Regions from separate parts of the Sus scrofa genome. Here region 1 is linked to region 2. The links are chromatin contacts, called in public Hi-C maps. All regions are on one chromosome and are shown on one strand. The core of a region is the stretch at or near the end of the contact, and the rest is flanking DNA. Distances in the headings are between cores, read along the strand shown. Region 1 overlaps LOC106508312 (a long non-coding RNA gene). Region 2 has its middle 76 kb from the start of EHBP1.

The links. A called contact is a pair of places that touch in the nucleus more often than the background predicts.
Region 1: a contact with region 2 is called in a Hi-C map of adipocytes, with 5 times the contacts expected there. A contact is called at or near these places in 3 of 47 Hi-C or Micro-C datasets (adipocytes, embryonic fibroblasts and fibroblasts) and 1 of 2 datasets of targeted methods (skeletal muscle).

The regions. Positions count from the first base shown.
Region 1 is chr3:79,464,190-79,470,360 of Sscrofa11.1, reverse strand. LOC106508312 (a long non-coding RNA gene) reads left to right here. Exons shown (of 6, transcript XR_002342643.1): 6 at 1,710-1,749. Among named protein-coding and RNA genes, the nearest start is that of TMEM17, 52 kb to the right of the region's middle.
Region 2 is chr3:79,334,839-79,341,787 of Sscrofa11.1, reverse strand. No RefSeq gene overlaps it. Among named protein-coding and RNA genes, the nearest start is that of EHBP1, 76 kb to the right of the region's middle.

The DNA.
Region 1 (6,171 bases), core at 3,466-5,965, 130 kb before region 2:
GGCTCATGAAGGGAATTGACATTAAGAAGGCAAATTTTCTGGGTCAGAATGCAGCATGGCAGGCATGCCTGCCTAGAGCACTTGCTTTTGACCTGAGGAACCTCTGCAAACATCCTTCTTCTACCCCTACCAGCCTAAGCTATGTGCCAAGGTTCCAGATGGTGTTCAAGGCAAGAAGTGTCATCAGAGCAGGTGGAGTGGAGCACTTAGAGAGGCTGGCTGCAGCCTCTGTAGAGGAGAGTGGGAGTGGAAGTCTTGTCCTCTGCTGGAGATGAAACCCAACTGTGCTGTATTGCACAGGCACCTGAGAACCTAGGCACAGCCAGGTATAGGGTGCTGGAGCAGATGCCGCCTACCAGGATGACCTGAAGAGGTGCCGGGCCATGGTGCTCCCCAAACCAGGCGTCTTAACCAGTCTTCCATCATACTCTAGGCTTTCAAATCTTTTTTTTTTTTTTTTTTTTTTTGTCTCTTTAGGGCCGCACCCTTGGCATATGGAGGTTCCCAGGCTAGGGGTCTAATCAGCTGCAGCTGACTGCCTACCCCACAGCCACAGCCACAGCCACAGCCATTCGGGATCCAAGCCACGTCTGTGACCTACACCACAGCTCATGGCAACACTGGATCCTTAACCCACTGAGCGAGGCCAGGGATTGAACTCACAACCTCATGGTTCCTAGTTGGATTTGTTTCCACTGAGCCATGACTGGAACTCCTAGGCTTTCAAATCTTTTTAAAGAGACCCTCTTAAAATGCAAATACTCCTGGGGGTTTGAGGCTTCATCAACTTACATGGGAGTGGGGGATGGGGAGATATCCTTAACAAAAAAAAAAGCTTTACTGTGGTTATAATTTACATAACCTAAACTTAACCTGATGACCTAAACGTCACCTGTTTTAATTGCATTGTGCCACTATCACCACAATCCAACTTTAGAAACTGTCAATCACTCCAGAAAGGTCCCTCCTGGATACTTGTGGTCATTCCCCACCCCCAGTCCCAGGCAACCACTTCTCTTGGTTTGCCTCTTGACATTTCATATAAATGGAATCACATAATTTGTGGTCATTTGTATTTGGCTTCTTTCATTTAGTGTAATGTTTTTGAGATTCCTCCATGCTGTAGCACATCTGTAATCTCGACTTTTTTATTGCTGAAATAATTTGTGTATACTGTAGTTTCATGCACTGTTGATGAACATGTGAGTTATTTCCAGGTTTTGGCTATTGTGGATAATGTCGCTATGAATATTCATATCCATGTCTTTGGATAGGAATGTTCATTTTTCTTGAGTAGATTCTTGGGACTGGAATTGCTAGGTCGTCTGGTAATTGATGTTTAATTTCTTAAGAAACTGGCAAACTATTTTCCAAAGTGGTTACACTATTTTATAACACCACCAGCAACATATGAGAATTCCAGCTTTTCCATGTTGTTGCCAAAGCTTATTATCATAGCTCTTACTATCTTAGCTCTTCTAGCAGGTGTCAAGTGGTATCTCATTACGTCCCCCCAGCAGCATGTGGATGTTCCCTGGCCAGGGATTGAATCTGAGCCACAGCTACAACCCATGCCACAGCTGGGGCAATGCTGGATCCTTAACCCACTGTGGCAGAGACCAAGGCTGGATCCTTTCACCACAGCAGGAAAGCGGGAACTCCCTGGTTGTGGGTTTTATTTATTTATTTTTTAATTTTTTGCTTTTCAGGGCCAAACCGGAGGAAGTTCCTAGGCGAGGGTCAAATCGGAACTGAAGCTGCTGGCCTACACCTCGGTCACAGCAATGAGGGATCTGAGCCACCTCTGCAACCCACACCACAGCTCACAGCAATGCCAGATCCTTAACCCACTGAGCAAGGCCAGGGATCAAACCCACATCCTCATCATGGATCCTATTCAGACTCGTTAACCACCGAACCCGGAAGAGAACTCCCCTGGTTGTGTTTTTGATGACCCCTACCCTCCTTACTGCTAAAGATCTTGAATATCTTCCATGTGCTAGTTGGTTATATATTTCACTACATAAGATAAATAATTTTTGGCTGTTGCTTTTTAAAATCCCGAGAGAGAGAGATTATAAATTTCTCTAGGTGTGGAAGAGTCTCTCTTGTTCATTAACAGTTTTATCCCAAGTACACACAAATTTAAGAGTTGAAGGTCATGTATTTATTTCTGATGGCTGCTGTAACCTATTACCACAAGCTTGGTAGCTTAAAAACAACACAGGTTTATTCTCTTACAGTTCTGGAAACCAGAAATCTGATTCATGGGGCCAAAATCAAGGTGTCAGCAGAACCTCCAAGGGAGAATCCATTTTCTTGTCTTTTCCAGTTTTTAGAGCTCTTTTTTTTTTTTTTTTTTTGCATTTTTTGGCCTATGACTCCCTCTTCAAAGTGAGCTAAGTAGCATCTGAAATCTCTTCTGCGTCTTTTGTAAAATGGTTGTCTTTCTCTTCTGCAGTAAAATCTCCCTCTCCCTCCCTCTTGTAAGATGCTTGTGATAACATTTAAGATCCACCTGAATAATGCAGGATAATCTCCCCACCTCAACACCCTTAACTTAATCACACCTGCTAAGCCACTTTTGTTTTATAAAGTAACATTCACAGCTTCCAGGGATTAGGGCCTGGATATCTTTGGGAGCCATTGTTCAGCCCACCTGTCAGTAAGGAACGCAGTTTCACTGGCTCAAGATTTGGGAGTTGGCTGGTCCAGCGGAAGACCCGGATGGAGGAAGCGTTTTGGAGGCACATGTAAGCCCTGGGGGATCATAGCCCCGTTTATACTGCAGATCTCTTCCCTTTTCCTCCTTGCTTATTTCTTCCTAGAACATAGGAAGAGTTGACAGCATTCGAGAGCTGGGAGGGACGGAGGCGGGACTAGAACTCTTATGGGATGGTGGGGGCGGGGCAGGACTAGCAGCCGGGGTCTCTTTGCCCTTGTCCTCTCGTCCCTGCCTTTCCCCCACCTCCCTTCCAGGCCCACTGTCCCCAGAAGGGGTCTGGGGCTCTTGATGCCCTAGAGCTCAGTTGCTCCCTAGGTGACTCACTGTCACAGGCTCCGCGGCAGCCGCGCTGCGTCCCCGTGCGTGGCCACTAGGGGTCAGCATTCTCCACGCAAAGGGCTGCCTTCGAGAGGTGGGACTGTTCCCGGTGTTTCACAGCCGCAGTTAGCCTTGTTTGTTACTGTGTCACCGTCTTAGTCATACGGCCTTTTGCATCTTTATTTCTCGCCATAATGCGCCTCTCCCTGGGCTGCCTGGTATCTAACCCTAGACCAGGCAAAGAACCGCTTTTTGGTGTAGCAACCAGTGATTGGCTGATGGAGGGTTGGGGGGAGAGGGCTTCCTCCTCACCTGGGCCTGGCCCACCAAGGCCAGAGGCAGGAGGGTGTGTGCCTGGATGGAGTAGTGCCCTGAGGAGTAAAGGACTAAAGGCTCGGAGGCGTCACATTCTCTGTATGCCGGAAGCGGGGGGGGAGGACTGGTAGCAAGGAACTGCAGATGGTCCTAAGGATGGTTCAACTTATGATTTTTTGATTTTGTGGTGGTGTGGAAGTGAAGTGCCTTCAGTAGAATCTGGACCTCGAATTTTGAGTTTGTACCTTTTACGGGGCTGGCGATATGCGGATATTCCCTGTGATGCTGGGCAGGGGGCAGCACAGCCCTGGCTCCCAGCCGCACCATTATGAGGGTGAGAACCACCCACACACAACCATTCTGGATCCAGACAACCATTTGTTTTTCACTTTTAATATAGTATTCAATAAGTTACATGAGATACTTCACACTTTGTTGTAAAATAGGCTTTGTCGTAGATGCTTTTGCCCAACTGTAGGCTAATGTAAGGGTAAGGTGATGTATTCTAGGCTAAGCTATGAAGTCGGGTAAGGTAGGTGTGTTAAATGCATTTTCTACTTAATAGATTTTCAACTTAGGATGGACTTATCAGGACCTAACCCCATCATGAGTCGAGAAAGATCTGTATTAGATTTGGAATGAGTTTCTCACTAAGCTCATCAGATTCTTGGCCAAAATTAACCTGATTGCGAAATGCCCATGGCTTGTAGTGGGAGAGTGCCTGTCTCCAGAAGCCGGGCTGCAGCATGCAAAGGGCTGAGCTCGCCCAGTGGGAATTTCTTAACCCTGGGGCAGAGTAGTGGCTGCAGCAGGCTTTTGCTGTAGACTCTGAGTCACGCCTGTGATGAAGGCCTTGTAATTGGCTGCTCTCCCATTTCTTTGTGGCCTGACCTGAGGGGTTGCCCCCAGCAGCCTCTGGCCACACCACTGCTTTGCCACTGAACCCAGAAATGGCTCTTCTGCTGAAAAGGAGCTAAAACCTTAATTTCTTACACCAGTATTCTCCTCACAGCTTATTTTCCTAACCTCTGAGACCCATAGATTAGAGCTTAGATCTGGTGTCAGAAAAAGACCTGGATGTTAGATCTGATTTTGCCACTTACTAGCTGGGGCAGTTTCTTTACATCTTTATGTCTCCGTCTTCTTGCCTGTTAAGTGGGGGATGTTTAGTTCTTCACAACAGAACCTCCTGCATAGGGTTATTGTGAAGAATTACTCAGTAGTTGTAAAGATTAGAACTCAAGGCTTTAAAAACCTCATCTCTTGGGCATCCTAGGAAGGCATTAAGGCCAGTTGATGGGTGAGGCTGTTCCTGAGTGTGGAGCCAGGTGGCGCACGCACTGCAGGATAGGAACTAGAGCCTGGCCAAGCAGACAGAGCAGTGCTCCACAGCGTGTACCCTCATGGAAGGGGGACTTCATGCTCCCCTTCAGTGCAGCTCAGAGGTCATCCTCAGTAGTTCATCCCTCCTGTGAGGGCGCAACCTCAGTGACTGCGGGAGCCAGACCGCATGGGTTCAATCCTAGCCCAAGATTCACCAGCTGTGTGTCTTGGGGACTTTACTTCACCTGTGTGGGCATTGGCTTCCTCATCTGCAAAATGGGTACAACAACCCACTGTTTCAACAAGAGGGTGATGTGCGTGGTACTGCTGATCTGGGCACATGCCCCTCAGCAGCCTGGGATGGATGATCTAGATGGTGAATGTGAATTTTGATACTAAAGAGAAGATGTTTTGAGGAGAAAACCCAAGATATGCTGGGCTTTCTGGAGAGGCTGTTGTAACTGCTGGTCACCTTGCCTGTGTCTACAGCAGACCAGGCCACGGCAGTGCTTTTGGGTTCCTGGGCGTTGGTGAGCATGACAGCTGGCCCCAGAAGCATCTGCAGACCCTGCCAACGTGGAATCCCAGAGACAGTTCAAGGAAAAACTAAAAATTCTGGTTTTGAAGTAAATTAGTCTTTAAAGAGGACTGACAATCTATTATGAATAAAGCTGCTCCGATCATTCGCATACAACCTCGCTCCTCTCGGATGATTATCTAGAAGTACAATTTGGGGGTCATGTGGTTTCCATGCTTGAAGAATCTCTGGTTGAAAATTGTAAGACAGTTGGAGACTTGCTTCCCGTGTGGGAGAGACTCAGATGGGACAGTAGGGAGAATGCCACAGGTGTCCCTGGGCATTGATATGTTGTTTTGGTGAATAATGAGCAGCATGTGTGTGTGTGGGGGGGGCCGCCTTCTACGCTGTCTCAGGGAGGCCAGGGTCCACCTACTCTAGGGCATCTGTTACAGCAGCGGAGAGGCAGGGCCTTGGCCTGGCCACTCAGTGGCCTCGTATTGTACATCACTGTTTGGACTTAGGGGCTGTTTTTGGAATTTCTTTATTGTCAGTTTCATTCAAGGCAGAGTCACTCAGAATGAAGAGGCCCTCTAGGAGTTCCCACTGTGGCTCAGCAGGTTAAGAACAGGACATAGTGTCCATGAGCATGTGAGTTTGATCCTTGGCCTCGCCCAGTGGATTAAGGATCTGGCTTTGCCACGAGCTGTGGTGTAGTTTGCAGATACAGCTCAGATCTGGTATGGCTGTGGCTGTGATGCAGGCCTGCAGGTATAGCTCCGATTTGACCCCTAGCCTAGAACTTCCATATGCTGCAAGTGCAGCTGTGAGAAAAAAAATAAAAAAGGCTGGCCTGGGGCTGCAGGCACATGGCACTCAAGCAGTGCTGTTTCTGCTTCCTGGCCAAATTTCTTGACCAAGTTCCTACATGGATCATGTACATTCTCATTTTTTCATTTTTCAGCCTGTCACA
Region 2 (6,949 bases), core at 2,063-4,562:
TGTGCCACGACTGGAACTCCCATTAAGCCCAATTTTAAAGGTTTACATGTATGTATTATTTCATATAATTTTCATACAAATAATATGAGGTGTTTATTTTATTCTTCTTGGTTTTTTTAGATGAGGAAACTGCCTCAGAGAGGTTAAGTAATTTATCCAAGTTCACACAGATAAGCGATAGAGCCAGAATTCAAACAGACCCAGTCTGCCTGTGCTCACACCTTAGCCATACATTATGTATTACCTTATTTAACTTTGGAAAATGTTACATATACTGAGGATATAATTCAAGGGAAAGAAAAGGCAAATGGATGTGTATAGAAGCCTTTATTAGTATATCTTAAAACTAGAAAAAGCCCACATATTCACCTACAGGGAAATAAGACAACAAATATGATACATTGATACAATAAATCATTACATTGCTGGTAGGAGTGATAAAAACGAGAGACATATAAAAATGGATAAAGGATTATAGAAAACAGTAGCAGATGAAAAAGTATAATTTAGAATGATAAATACTGGTTCCTAACAATTATGCACATTTGTTTTTATACAAGCAGCAGAATGGAAAAAGTCTTCAGGGTTTATGAAAGCATGGAAATTTAAGGAGTTTTTCAGTAAGTTCATGTTGTTCTTTGTACTTAGATATTTCCAATTAACTTTCATTGTAAAGTTGATTCAATGCCCAATTAAAAGCAAACTTATTAAAGATTTACAGTAATATTAATGGAAGAAAATAAGGAAGAGAGGAGTGGGAGGTTAAAAATTTTTTTTTAATTAGGAAAGCCTTGTTTGAAGAACATAAACAAGAATGGGGAGCCAGAATTCCCGTCGTGGCGTGGCGGAAACAAATCCGACTAGGAACCATGAGGTTGTGGGTTTGATCCCTGGCCTCGCTCAGTGGGTTAAGGATCTGGCGTCCCATGAGCTGTGATGTAGGTTGAAGACGCGGCTCTGATCTGGCGTGGCTGTGGCTCTGGCGTAGGCCGGCAGCTGTATCTCTGATTAGACCTCTAGCCTGGGAACCTCCATATGCTGTGGGTGGGGCTCTAGAAAAGACAAAAAAGAAAAAAAAAGAAAAAAAAGAAAAAAAAGAAAAAAAGAAAAAGAAAGAATGGGGAGGACTGTGTAATATACTAAAAGGAAAAGTATAACTAAAAAAGGTAAACTTATATCTGCTCATCTGTCCCTGATCTGTTGCAATCTTATCTTTCCCTCAAAATTCTTGTTCCAAAGCTATCTTCTTGAGTCCCCCAACCAGAAGTTTCCTCAGAGCAAATATGGTACTTCATTTGTCTCTCTCTTGTGGTGCTTTCTCCTTGCCGCATTTTTAAATAGCTTATCTGGGTGCTTGGCCCCTTTCTTAGCCATAAGCTCTATAAATGTACATATAACTATCTACCTTTTAACATCTTCGTAGGCGCAGGTACCCACACATAATGCCATAAGGTGTGTGCCCAACATGCGTTTGTTAGATGAGTAAGTGCTCTTACAAGCACAGGAGAAAAAGACTTGGGAGGCTCCATTTTGAACAACAAGCAACTGTGATTGGGGCTATTAAAAGGGTTGTTCTTGGGAGTTCCCGTCATGGCGCAGTGGTTAACGAATCCGACTAGGAACCATGAGGTTGCAGGTTCGATCCCTGGCCTTGCTCAGTGGGTTAAAGATCCGGCGTTGCCATGAGCTGTGGTGTAGGTTGCAGACCTGGCTCAGATCCCGAGTTGCTATGGCTGTGGCTCTGGCGTAGGCCGGTGGCTACAGCTTCAATTAGACCCCTAGCCTGGGAACCTCCATATGTGCCAGGAGCGGCCCCAGAAAAGGCAAAAAGACAAAACAAACAAACAACCAACAACAGCAACAACAAAGGGGTTGTTCTTAAGAAAGCTGTTTCTTCTCCGAGTTTGAGGAGATGTGAAGTATAGTCCTGGTGGCCTCCAGAAGAGTAGCAGAAGCATAAGGTTGATTTTGATTTCATGAGCTCTGAAGCCAATATATCTGGATATGATGAAAACAACCGTAAGCCCTGATTGATGATTGCAGCTGGCAAAGAATATTGAAAAGAGGAAAGTTGAAAAAAAGAGTAAGTAGGAATGAAAATCAGAAAAAAAGTTTCAGAGATATTATCCCAAAGACGTCTTGTGGTTTTACCTTCATAAAGCCCAAGTTTCTTCATTGTATGACCATTTCTTAAAAACCTGCCAGATTTTCTGTTTCTACCTCTTTTAATCATAGTGATTTCATTAGAATGAACAAAGCAGATTTGACATTTTTTGAAACACACATACACACACACTTTCCCTGTCATGCCGATGACTACATTGGGTTTGTTTTTCTTTTGTTTTGTTTTGTTTTACCAAATAGGAAAGGACACAGTGTCAAAGAATTCCTATTTCTATTTGAATTCCTAAAGGCCCAAACATTCTAAACGTCACTCACCCCAGTTATAACCCTGAAGGCAATGATTCAGCTCTGACTCAGATGGTATACAAAATATCTGATTGTTCTTCCCTCTCTGCCTGTGTTATGTGCAGGAACACCTTATATGTTAGAATCATAAGTTCTTTGAGTTCAGGAACTAGATCATAAATTATATATCATATCTGAGCAATGCCAAGCTTAAATATTTACTAGTGTGATTTTTATCTACTACCTATCACAGAGACATAAATGTTCCCAACCCCTAATCTTCTGTAAGCAAATCATTCTTCTACCTTGCCCATTAAACCCAGTGTCCTCTTTAAAGAAAGTGTGCTTTGCATAATATTTGGCTTATGGTCTAGCTCACTAGAATGTAAGTTCCATGAGAACACAAGTATTGTCTGTTTTGTTCAACTATGGTATCTCCGGAGCCTACAGCAATGCCTAGTACTTATTAAATATTAAGTGCTGAGTAAGTGAATGGATAAATGACTGAATTACCAAGCCACTGGTTATGGCTTTAAAGTCTTTTGTAAATATTATCCTGAATATCTTATATATACATGTGGCTCTTCAGTGATCTTCTCTCCCCTTCCACCCCTCCCTGCCAACTCATCAGAAAAACTAAGTAACCACTGGGCCATGCATAAGGATCCATTCAGTTTTCAATGAACAGAAAGTGAAAATGCTTTGCTTTTACAAAAACTTATGTGGGGAACTTGCATTTCAAAAAAGATGTTTGTAATACCAAAGTTTTTTTTGTTTGTTTTATTAAATCCAGATTGTTGGGTGGAGTCCCTTAGCTAAAAGTCACTCTCAAGCAAAATGATTTGCTTGTTATTTTCGCAAAGAATTTACAGGAAGCAATTTGTAAAGGTTGCCATCAGGCTGAAGTCATTGTTGGCACTAGGAATCGGTGTGTCATCAACCTCAGAGCAGTCATTTAACCTGGGTCTGCTCAGAGAAATCTCCATAATGCAAGGAAAATTGAATTCTGTTGCCTCAGATTACAATCATGTTTGATATTATTCCAATTTGATCATGGAGTTTAAAATATTTGACATATCAGTTTCTCTCATCCTGCTGCTATGTAGAAATATCCATTTTACATGTGCTTAACACTGGTCCTATCATTACGAGCTATTTCACAATTTTTTTTTTTAAATCTTCTCTCCTATTGGAATGGATTACGAGGAAACAAGCACTTTAGGATCCAATAGCTAAGAATTTTGTAGTTTTGACCTTGAATAAAAGAATGGACCTTGAAATTTTTTTTTTTTTTTAATCTGTTCTCCTCTCCTCATTGTACTTACCAAGTTGCTATAGGCATAGCCAGGAAATGACTGATTTGCCAGGGCATCCTAGCCCATTCTAGCCAATAACCTTTCTGCTGATCAAGTAATAATAGTAGCAACAATGACAAATTCTACTCATTTTGAAGGATCTATCCTCCAATCTAGGTGACAAGTAGGAAAATTGTTCTAGATAGGCCTATGGGGATATCATTATAGCAGAGAAACACTGGATCCAGGCATGCAGTGAAGATGGACATTTCTGTGCTTCCAACTTAATGTGTTTATTTTCATCACCCTGGGAAAACAGGGCTAAAAAGATGAAAACACATATAGTCATATTCTTAGAAAACATTAGATCAGTTCCCTATGTTTCTAACACCAAACTGGAAAACTAGATGTTGACAGAACCAAAATGATTATTTTGGGGCCTTATCCAAATGATGCCCGATTCACTTACTGATTCAGCAAAAATGTATTGGATGCTGTGAGCTATCAGCACAAAGTAGACTAAAAATAATGCAGAAACATCTTGCCACCTAGACTCCCCAGCTACTAAGTGATTTTGAATGAATATATCTTACTATACATTGCAAACAATCATATATTGATGTTAAAATCCCTCTTGTCAGAGAATTGTCTCAGATGAAAGATGCAGCAGCCAAGTCTAAGTGGTTAAAGATGCTTCACTCCATTGAGTAATTATCCTAGAAAAAGACTGACAAGAAATATGTGGTCCTCCGTCTCTCTCCTCCCTAAACACAATCATGCCCTTTGTTTAGCAGCTGAATCTGCTTGTTTATAAGCTCTGTCATTCAGCACCCTGATCTCTGGGCCTCCCAGGTTGAACAAGATTTCTTGATTGAGTCAAGCCATTCATTTGCTAACTGACCCTAGCCAGTGTGGCCTCTTGGCTGCCCTCACCCGCCAACATCTGATGCTTATAGTGTGACATGATTTGGTCTGATAGCAGTTCTGGAGCCCACCTGTTGTTCCCATCATTTGCCCATTCCTCAGCTGATTGGCCTCCTATGTGGGGTTCTTTTGCATCGGGGCCAAAGAAATTAATTTTCATTCATCATTCTTAGTTGCAGCTAGCTAATTGGACTCTAGGGTCACTACTTTGTCTTACGTAATTAATCAAATTCTACTTACTTAATTATTGCGATAGTCATTCAACAAATATCTAGTGAACATTTACAGTGTGTCCAGCCCCGTGCAAGGTGCAAAGGATAAACAGGCCTCACAAGTTCTAGTAGACCAAAAAATTAATGCATTTCTCTAATTTCTATCTAGTTTTCCTATTTTAAAGTTGAATAAATGGGTTTTTAAATTTAAGTATGAAACTATGATCCCTTCCTTTGTAATTTCTTCTATTGCTTCCAACTCAAAAAACATTCATCTTCTAGCAATCCAACATTAACTCAGGCTTTTTTATTTGCTTATTTTTGAGTGTAAAGATATTTAGTTACCTAAGACTTCTGGTATTTATTTGGGGGGGGGGTGATATGAAATATTTGACCTAAAATAATTCAAGTTTCTAGTGAATGATTTCTACAAGTATGTATTTTAAAATCTTCTCTATTGTTTTTGCATTGTGCTTGGTCAGTTTTTAATCCTTATAACAGAGCCTATTTCTGAGGTATCTCTTCTGTTTCACTTGACATATTTGTATTTTGTTTTCTCATTGTCTTGTCTTTTTTTTAGAATATTTTTGCTACCCTCACTTCTTCACATTTCTAAATAAATACTATGACATTCCTTTTAAATCCTAAAAAAATTCCGTGTTAATTTTGATTGGAATTGCCTTACATTTAAAAAGAACATATTAAGAAAGGACATCTTTAGGATATTTTATTATTCCCATATGTTATTGCCCAGTACATTTTATTATGTTTGTGTTGCCAAACACTTATTAAATCTACTCTTTTTTATATATATTTTATTGCTTTTGTAAATTGGATCTCTTTTTTAAAATTAGGTTTTCCTAGTTAGTAATTCTTTGTGTTAAGATTCTTAATAGTTTTTCTATATTTTATATTTTATCTGGCCATTTATTATTGTAGTAAGTCTAAAAATTTTAGCCAATTCCTTGGGTATGTTGTTAGAAACATAATCATTTGTCTTCAAATAGTGATTTTTGTTTGTTTCTTCCACTATTTATTTCTCTTGGGTAAGTTTACCTCTCTTCTTACATTGCCCTAAACTCCCAAAGCAATATTAAATCAAAATGGTGAGAGAGGGCACATTTCTAGTAATATTGTCTTAAATACTTCTCCTCTTACCTTAAGCTAATCAGCAACACTGCACGGGGGAAGAAGAAGGGCAGAAAGTTTGGGATCAAACATTACTGTGTGGAAAACTTGGCCTTTTTTTTTTTAATAACTATGACTGACTTATGCTTCTTGGTCTTTCAGCTAAGCTCTAGTATGAGATTGCAATGCTATTGTAAAATTGAATCAGGAAATAAAAATATGATGTTTGTCAGGAGTTGAAGCTATAGTCTAACACCTTGGGTTGACATTGCTGTAACTATCAAAATTATAGTTTGAATGTCAGGTTTGCTCCAAAAATAGTATTTTATGCTTATTTAAAAGGTTATATAGCTACTAAGAAATAAACTATAATTTTGAATAATAATATCACAAATATTCATTCTTTCCAGTGTGCTACATAATTGCATAAGAGAAACTGAGTTTCTCCATAGAAACAATGATGTAATAAATCCAGAGCTGAATTTAAAACTAAGGGTCAAATACCTAAATTTTCCTGGCAAGACTACAAACACCACATTAGATAAAATATAAATGTTATATAATATAAAGCTTTGTTGAGTTTATAAACTAACTTATTAATTTGCTGACTAGGGCAAAACAGTTACCCATCATGTGACTATATAAAAAAAATCATCATGTTCTGTAACCATTTCTTGGTCATTTCTTCCTATTTCATTTTAATTTTTTAAAAATTAAAGTAAAATTGGTATGTAACTTTATATGTTTCAGGTATACAACATTATAATTTCACATCTGTATGTACCACAAAGTAATCATCACCAAAGGTCTAGTTGCCATCCTTCACCAGACTGTTGACCCTCTTTGCCTATCTTGCCCATCCCTCAACCCCTTAACGTCCAATAACCACCAATCTCTTCTCTTTATTTTTGAGTTTGTTTTGTTTGTTCATTTGTTGTTGTTGTTTTTAAACTTTTTTTTCTTTCTTCTGCTTTTTAGGGC